2 separate regions of the Rattus norvegicus genome follow, and region 1 is linked to region 2. Evidence: chromatin contacts called from public Hi-C data. All regions are on one chromosome and are shown on one strand. Each heading gives the region's core, a stretch centred on a gene start, on an enhancer-like site or on the middle of the called end of the contact. The rest is flanking DNA. Distances are from core to core; before and after follow the strand shown.

Region 1 (3,688 bases), core at 307-2,806, 420 kb after region 2:
TTTACTAGATGTCTTTCCATTCTTTTTTTCAATTTGCTCATGATGCCTTCCCTGTCATCCATTTCTGCTCATTTTTTTCTAAGCGTCAATGTACCATGGTTTGGAAGAACTTCAACAGAGAATCACTGCTGACATGTTGACATCATAAACTTCATGCCTATCAGACAGAAGGTGGAACAGTCACCCTCACTCTCCTGTGTACAGCATCTGTCAGTCAACATTTCAAGGCAGCTTTCAGACCGTTATTAAATCAGCGACTCAAACATGCTGTTCCTGACTCGCCGAGGTTATTGTCATTCTGTGAATGCGGTTTTGTTGTCTTAGTTATGATGTGCTATCACTAGATATTTCCTTAGTCGATCAAATCTTTTTCATAAAGTTTACCTTCATAGGTAATCCCCACAATCCCAATAGATTGGTCGTGGCCTTGTCATTGTCATTTGCAAACCTCCCCTAAATTCTTCACATGGTAAAGAAAGTTTCTCCCAAACCAAGTCCCATGCAATTAAAGGCTGCAAAATGTGACAGTCATAGTCCACCATTTTTAATTCACTCCTCCTGGACAGAGCCAAACTTCATCAAGCCACTGAAGGAAGCAATACCTACCACAGTCAGGAAACTAACTGAGAAAATATATCTGTCAGAGCCTCTAGCCACCCAGAAGGAGTTAGGAAAATCTTAATCCTTAGTGAACCATGAAACCTGGGTCAGGCAGCTTACATCTGGGGATTTGTTTGCCTATGCAAATTCCGTCATAAATCACCTAATCTTCAGCGAAAAGGCCAGGGCAACAGCCGAGGTGCCAGCAGAACAGAGTTATCACCGGGTGACTAGGGTTCAGGATTCACGAGTGGATGACTCCATTGATGGCTTTAATCTTTAATGAAGTTAGCTGCTTTGACTCCCATTTGCCAGAGCCTAGCATATCAAATTCCCCTTGTTCTTGGCATTAGAGGACAGTGAGCTTAGAAGACAGCTATAACAGAGTCTGCTTGGTCCTAAGGATTTATTGTGAGAGGAAATTCTCCTATTTGGTACTTAACATTTTCTCTTTAACCCATCTGAATGACTTCAATTCCTGTTAATGCTCCCAAAGCTAGTTTTGGTGGGAGGCATGGTGGCAGGGGGTCAGAGGATAAGCCACCTTTGCCTGTAATCGCTGACCATGGCGTTGTGTTTCACACACTGTTGCCAAATCCTCCGGAGACATTCCACTGCTCACGTCATCAGTTTCCCGTTGCCTTGGTGAGGAGTCACAACATGTGTTTCTTGACAAAATCCTTTCTGTTCTAGGAATATTTAATGGCTTCTCTCTCTTTCTCAGGACTCCAACTAGCATTACAGGGGTACAAAAAGATAGGAGATTTTAAGAGAGAGACTAACAAGCCAAGGACAAGAGGGAGAGCCAGACGAAGAGCACACCTAAGGAGAAATGCCGGAGGTAGCATCCCAGCCTGTCTTTTCTGTGCATGGAAGCAAACCTAGGGCTAGACTCATGCTCCATCTGTCTCTGACTCACTCGTTATTCAAGCTATTTCCCCTCTGCAAGTCTCAGTTTGCTCAGAAATACAAGAGAAAATCCTTGTTCTTGTGAGCATGCACATGGATACACACACACAGACACACACACAGGGTGGAGAGAGAGAGAGAGAGAGAGAGAGAGAGAGAGAGAGAGAGAGAGAGAGAGAGAGAGAGAGAGAGAGAGAGAGATATTTAAAGAAGGGAAAAATGGAGAAAATTTCTGAAGAGTTATTGAATCAAATATGTGAATCTGGTTGTGGGAAGATAAGAAAGTGCCAGGTCCCTAGATGCTACCTAATATTCATGATGCTATCATCTCCCTTGCTGCATCAGTCCATTCGGGCTGTGATCTTTCCTGTAGCACATTCTATTTGTGTGACTTTAAACAACTAAGTTAATCTGCAAGTGTCATTTTTCTCATTGTAAATCAGGGATAACATTCACGTCGCCATGAGTCTCCCAGTGTTACTATGGAGAGATGAGCCAAAAAAAGGTGTGAAATGAAATGAGTTGAGACACGAAGTCTTTATTCTAACTTCAGCAAAGGAATTTTATCATCCCTAGACCCCAAGCTCCTAGACCACAGGCACCTGAACTCCTGTGTCCTTCTACCGAGGAAGGTTCTAGAAACAGCTAGTCACCAAGAAACTTTATGTTGTTCTTCAAGGGAAGCAATCCGGTAAATTACTTAAATAGGAAGGCTGGGGAGACATTGTGTAGATTTGGTGTTTTCATCTCTGAAATGTCTAGCTTAGGTAACCTTTGTGCTTTACTACACTGCAGTTCTTTTTTTCTTATTGGAAAACTCCCAGATGAATTTTAGAGCATCAGTGAGATGGCGCACAGGAAGACCTGAGAGAAGTACAAGCGTGGCGTGTGTTCATAGTACTTGCTGGCACCGTAAATTAGCCCTTCCCAGCCCCAGCCCAATTTGCATCTTTTTCTCCAAGGATCATCTGCAAGGAGAAGTTTGTCTCTGGGGTTCAGGCATGAGTAGTCATGTTGATAATTATCTCTGAGCTTGCCTACCAGGATTTGCCTCATCTCCAGACCCCCTTTGGTCCTAGAGTTTCAAAAGTTAATTGCTCTAAATTTCCCTAAGCCAATTTGGCTGATCTTAATTTTAAGGGTTTAATTTTTTTCCTTTTTTTTTTTGAGAGCCTTTGGGATATATGACTGTAGTAGTCTTCTGTTTAGCATGTTACTTACTAGTTTAAATTGAAAACATGCAAAACTGAGGCAACATGCACGTACTCATATTTATATTTATTAAAAAAAAGCATGAAGTAGTAAGAAGAGCATGTAACATACTGGGGAAGAGGACATAGGTAGATTTCTAGAATATCCCTCACCAGCCAGACTAGTCAGTAAATAAGTGCTGGGTTCACTGACAGTCCTTTTGCAAAAATTGAGGTGAGAGAAGGCTTTGTGGTTAAAAATGCATGCTGGTTTGACAATGGTCACATTGTTAGTTATGAGCACAAAAGTTTGGCAGTTCATTATTGCCTGTAACTTGAGTAGATGTAACACTGCTTGCCTCTGTAAGCACCTGTTCTTACATGCTCATATACTGAAACCATGCACGATCACGTATTTTAAAATCATTTTAATTCTATTTATAAATATAAATATCTTATTTAGAAACAGGTCAAGAGACATAGATATCAGATATCGACTTCTCCCTTTCATACTAATGTGCACAGAAAGACACACATGCATGTACACACACCCCACATACAAAATTAAAATAAAAACTGTGAGCTGATTGACAGGAATCTTGTTTCTGCAGCTTTTAATGACACCACCAGCCATCCCAGGCCTACTTCCTGACGTCCTGTGTGAAGTGTTATGTCAGTCACTTGGAGACTACAGTTATCAACTTGCCTCATTATTCTCTGCTCATCTAGGATGAAACCATGTTCTCCTGTCAATTATGCTGATATTTGACCAGCTATATGTGAGATAACCATGATTCTAGATACTATTTTGTGTTAGAACCATTCACAATTTAATGACTGATATATTCATATATAAGTAACATTTCTGTATTGAAATTTTTGATGCTTGTCACATCAATTCTCTCTCTCTCTCTCTCTGTCTCTCTCTCAAAACATTTTATTGGATATTTTTTGTATTTACCTTTCAAATGTTATCCTCTTTCCCCCTC
Region 2 (3,734 bases), core at 1,116-3,615:
ACTATAGATACAATCTATTTACTAAAGGGCAAACATCTCTAGGAAGAGTGTGGTGAGCTCATATATTTAAACATATGGTTGACTGTCATCAATCAAAAATAAATTAGATCTTTTTATCATAAAGCAAACAGAAGTCTATTTAAAATATACAATGCTTAATGAGTTATAGACCTCATATTTGTCATTGCACTGAAGAACACTTGCAGACAGTGAATGCCAGAATTCCTTCCTTTCAGGAAAGCTAGCCTAGTCTTTTTTTCTCTGGCCAAATAGCATATGCAAAGCACATGTGAGGAACACAGCTTTGGAGTCAGAAGAATTCTTGGTTTTTAGTGCTATAATTAACTATCCAAATTTTGTATGATAATTAGATATTTAAAGTATGTACAAAGAAATTTTCTTATCGCCAAGTAGTAGTTATTGCAAATACCAGCTGTAATTTGTGAGGCATCATTTAGCATACATGACATGGACTATTTCCTTCTTAAAGACACTCAGCAAAGTAAACACTTTAACTATCCCCACTTTAGATACATGTAAAGTAGGTTTTTGGTGAATTCTTCGAACTGATTGAAGTGCTAAATCTTTTGGTTTATTAAGTTATAACATTAAACAAATCTGACTCTGGCTCCTGGGCTTGGAATTCCTTTCTCATTTAAATTCTCTTCTCAAGACTGTTACTTCCAGTTGTGAACACATGGTTTGCCGAGGCCAGGCTCCAATAGACAGCTTTAATGGGGTGCCCACACAAAGTGTCCTGGTTAATCTAAATAGGTCACAAAGGAAAACTAAACCCATAATGGATTTGTAAGTAGGATGGCAGGCTGCTTAGGATGGAAGAGAGTTAAAAGAGACAGAGGCCAATAATTAGAATGCATTTTCTACATTTATGAAATTGTCAAAAAGATAAAAAAATCAGTTTATACTACCTTCATTTCAGTTCTGTGGGAATCTTCCTTGTTCATGTACACAGTATAACAACAATAATATCACCTATAACAATAATGATACAGCAAGATCACACAGGCAGGAAATTAAATACTTGAAAGTGTTTTAGGTATTAGTACTCATTCAACAAATAATTGTAAGCAGCTACTGCGCAAACAGCAATTGCCAGGCTGGTTTTCAAACAGCTCAACATTTTCATACAAACCCTGTGGATACAGCATGTGTGCTGAACGTCAGAACTGTTCTTTATGACACCCAAGTCAAAAAGTTAGCAACATATCCAAACTATTTTTGTTTTCTTTAATAACTCTGTCAATCATCTGTGAATGTATATAAATATTTTTGAATTAGTATATGCATCATCGTCCTGTACATCTGGGGTAACATGGGCCATATGTTTATTCTCAACTGACTTGTCGTTTTGATTTTGGATCGCAGTCTCAAGTTTCAAAGGTTGTTCATTATGCTGTGAGCTTGCGTGATTTCACATCACTGAGATTCCTCACAATGGCAGATGGTACCTACACACTTAACAATATCTTTCTAGGTCTTGGTCCTCACGTGTTCCTAATCTGAGGAATCACGATATTTTTTTGAGACTCTTTTTCAAAACATTAGGTGTTTTGTAGGTAATGCTAAACATCTGTCTGAAAGTGGAATAAAGAAAGGAAGCATGAGGATGTATTCAAGTATCCAGATGTTTGGCATTAGATAGCTAAGTTCCTAGTCCTCTTCAAGATAGTTACAGACTTAGAATATGTGTCTCTTCTGCCTTCCTTTCTCTGAGAGTACAAGAGCATAATAAGACTTGGGAATGATAAATCAGCATGTCCTGATGTCAGCACATCTGTAGAGGTGAAGGGATTCAGTTTTTGTCCTCTGGCTCTGAAACAGTAAGATGATTTCCCCCTAGTGACTTATAATGGCGGAGAAGGAAAATTGGGCTTCCAGAAAGGAAGCCTCCAAGAGTGCTTTGCAACCAGACAGGGGCCTTGCTGTTATTGTGGGTGTTGTAAAGTTAGGACATCCTGTGGTTTGGTATGGATTAGAGAAAGTGGTCAGGAAGAAATATTAAGGAAGTGCTCTCTAAAGTTTTTTTATCCCTCAAATGAGGCCATAATTGTCTAACTTGTAAATGGCCACAGTACTTCCGCAGTGTAGTGCATACGACATCTTACAAGATAAATTAGCTACAACATTTGGATAATGAGAGAAAAGGGCCATTATAATATTACACACAATGAGCAAAGTTCTGCAGTTTCTAATTAAGTGCCCAAGTCAGTTGTACAATGAACCATTTGTTGAGCTTCTAAAATATAATTTGCAATCTTTTAAAAATGACTCAGGGCCATACGGCAAACCAAAGACATTCATGCTGGGCACATGGATTGCATTATCATAGCTCAAGGCGCACTTGCCCCTACATCGGCTGGGCCTGACCACCTGGGACAAGTGGAAGCCGGACACCAGGTGGTTTGACAAGAGAGACACTTATTTGCCTTACCTGGCAGTGATCCAAGTGTCACCCTGACTAAAATTCCTAATATAGCTTAGCTCCTATGTGGGATATGGCACATTCTGACTTTGAAATGTTTGAGACACGGAGCGGGGAAAAATCCCAGTGGGGCCTACGCAGCTATGTATATTTTAATAAAGATTTCCAGGGTCAGGCTGTGGAATAACTACTTCCCAGGTTTTCCCTTCAAGAAGAGGTTTGAAACCCTACTCTGACATGGATATATAACTGAAGAACAGATAAACACATATTTTGATTGCTTTAATTATTCTAAGTTATTTAAATTTCTTTTCTTTTTTTCCTTTTAAATTTGGATCTGCCTGAAAACTTCTCTCGGAAACAAAAAATAATGGCTTAAAGGTCCACAAAAGCCTCAGGAGGCTGCTTGGACAGTTAACCTCTCTTACAAAACATTTTGATGAGTCATGTGTAAATGAATCAAGTATATTAAAGCCAAATATTTCTTGACAAACAAAAGCTTAATAAAAGGGGTTAAATGTTGGGAAAAGAAAAATGGAAGACTTCAGGGAAGAAACCATTCGTTTTGCTGATCACAAAATGATATTCTAATGTCTCCTAGAGAGAAGTGTTTTATGATACATGAATGCAACCGGTACTTGATTCTTCCAACATATTCAGTGATCCAGCACAGAATTTAGAGATAACATTTGGTTTAATTGTTCATACATATTTGTACAAAGAAACTTGAATGCTATAACAGCATATGGCACCACACGGTAAATGACACTTCCTATATTTGTGCCTCTCATGTTTACACAGAATGCTTCTGTGACTTGTGCTATAGTAATTAAAAACATAATCACCTGAGGACTTAAGGAGAGAGGGTTAAAGATCAGGAATGAAATTCTGCAAAAATGGTTAAAGGATGCTTAAAGTTAAATATAAGGACGCCACTGATTTACCGGTGCAGCAATGCACAATTAAGTCACCAGGAGAAAAATGATTGCAAGTACTATGAATCTGCATGATAATCTCAACTCACTAAAACATTCTGGGATCGTGGAAATGAAGTGGAAGATATACGTTTAGAAAATACGTTTAGATCGTGGTGTTGATTGGGGACAGTTAATTAAGCTCGGATAAATTGTGTTGCAAAACAGAACAGAGAGGGCTTGTTTAAAACACCATGCTGGTTATAAGGAACTAGGAATAAAGGGTTAAGTGATGGGATGATACTCAAGGAAAATGCCAATGGAGGTGGGAAAATGGCCATAAACTCTGAGATGGAATAGTAAGACCCAAATAAAGG

What was found. A called contact is a pair of places that touch in the nucleus more often than the background predicts.
Region 1: a Hi-C map of Schwann cells shows a contact between it and region 2, with 2.8 times the contacts expected there. The contact joins two enhancer-like sites. A contact is called at or near these places in 2 of 12 Hi-C or Micro-C datasets (the A7r5 cell line and Schwann cells).

What each region holds. Positions count from the first base shown.
Region 1 is chr7:90,233,910-90,237,597 of GRCr8, forward strand. No RefSeq gene overlaps it. Among named protein-coding and RNA genes, the nearest start is that of Has2, 210 kb to the left of the region's middle. Within about 2 kb of position 1,557, at least 9 of the 93 cell types and tissues checked have an H3K27ac peak or open chromatin away from gene starts, as enhancers often do. A contact at or near this core is called in Schwann cells, where this site is marked.
Region 2 is chr7:89,814,061-89,817,794 of GRCr8, forward strand. LOC134479730 (a long non-coding RNA gene) reads right to left here. Exons shown (of 5, transcript XR_010053398.1): 2 at 930-993. Among named protein-coding and RNA genes, the nearest start is that of Has2, 210 kb to the right of the region's middle. Within about 2 kb of position 2,366, at least 1 of the 93 cell types and tissues checked has an H3K27ac peak or open chromatin away from gene starts, as enhancers often do. A contact at or near this core is called in Schwann cells, where this site is marked.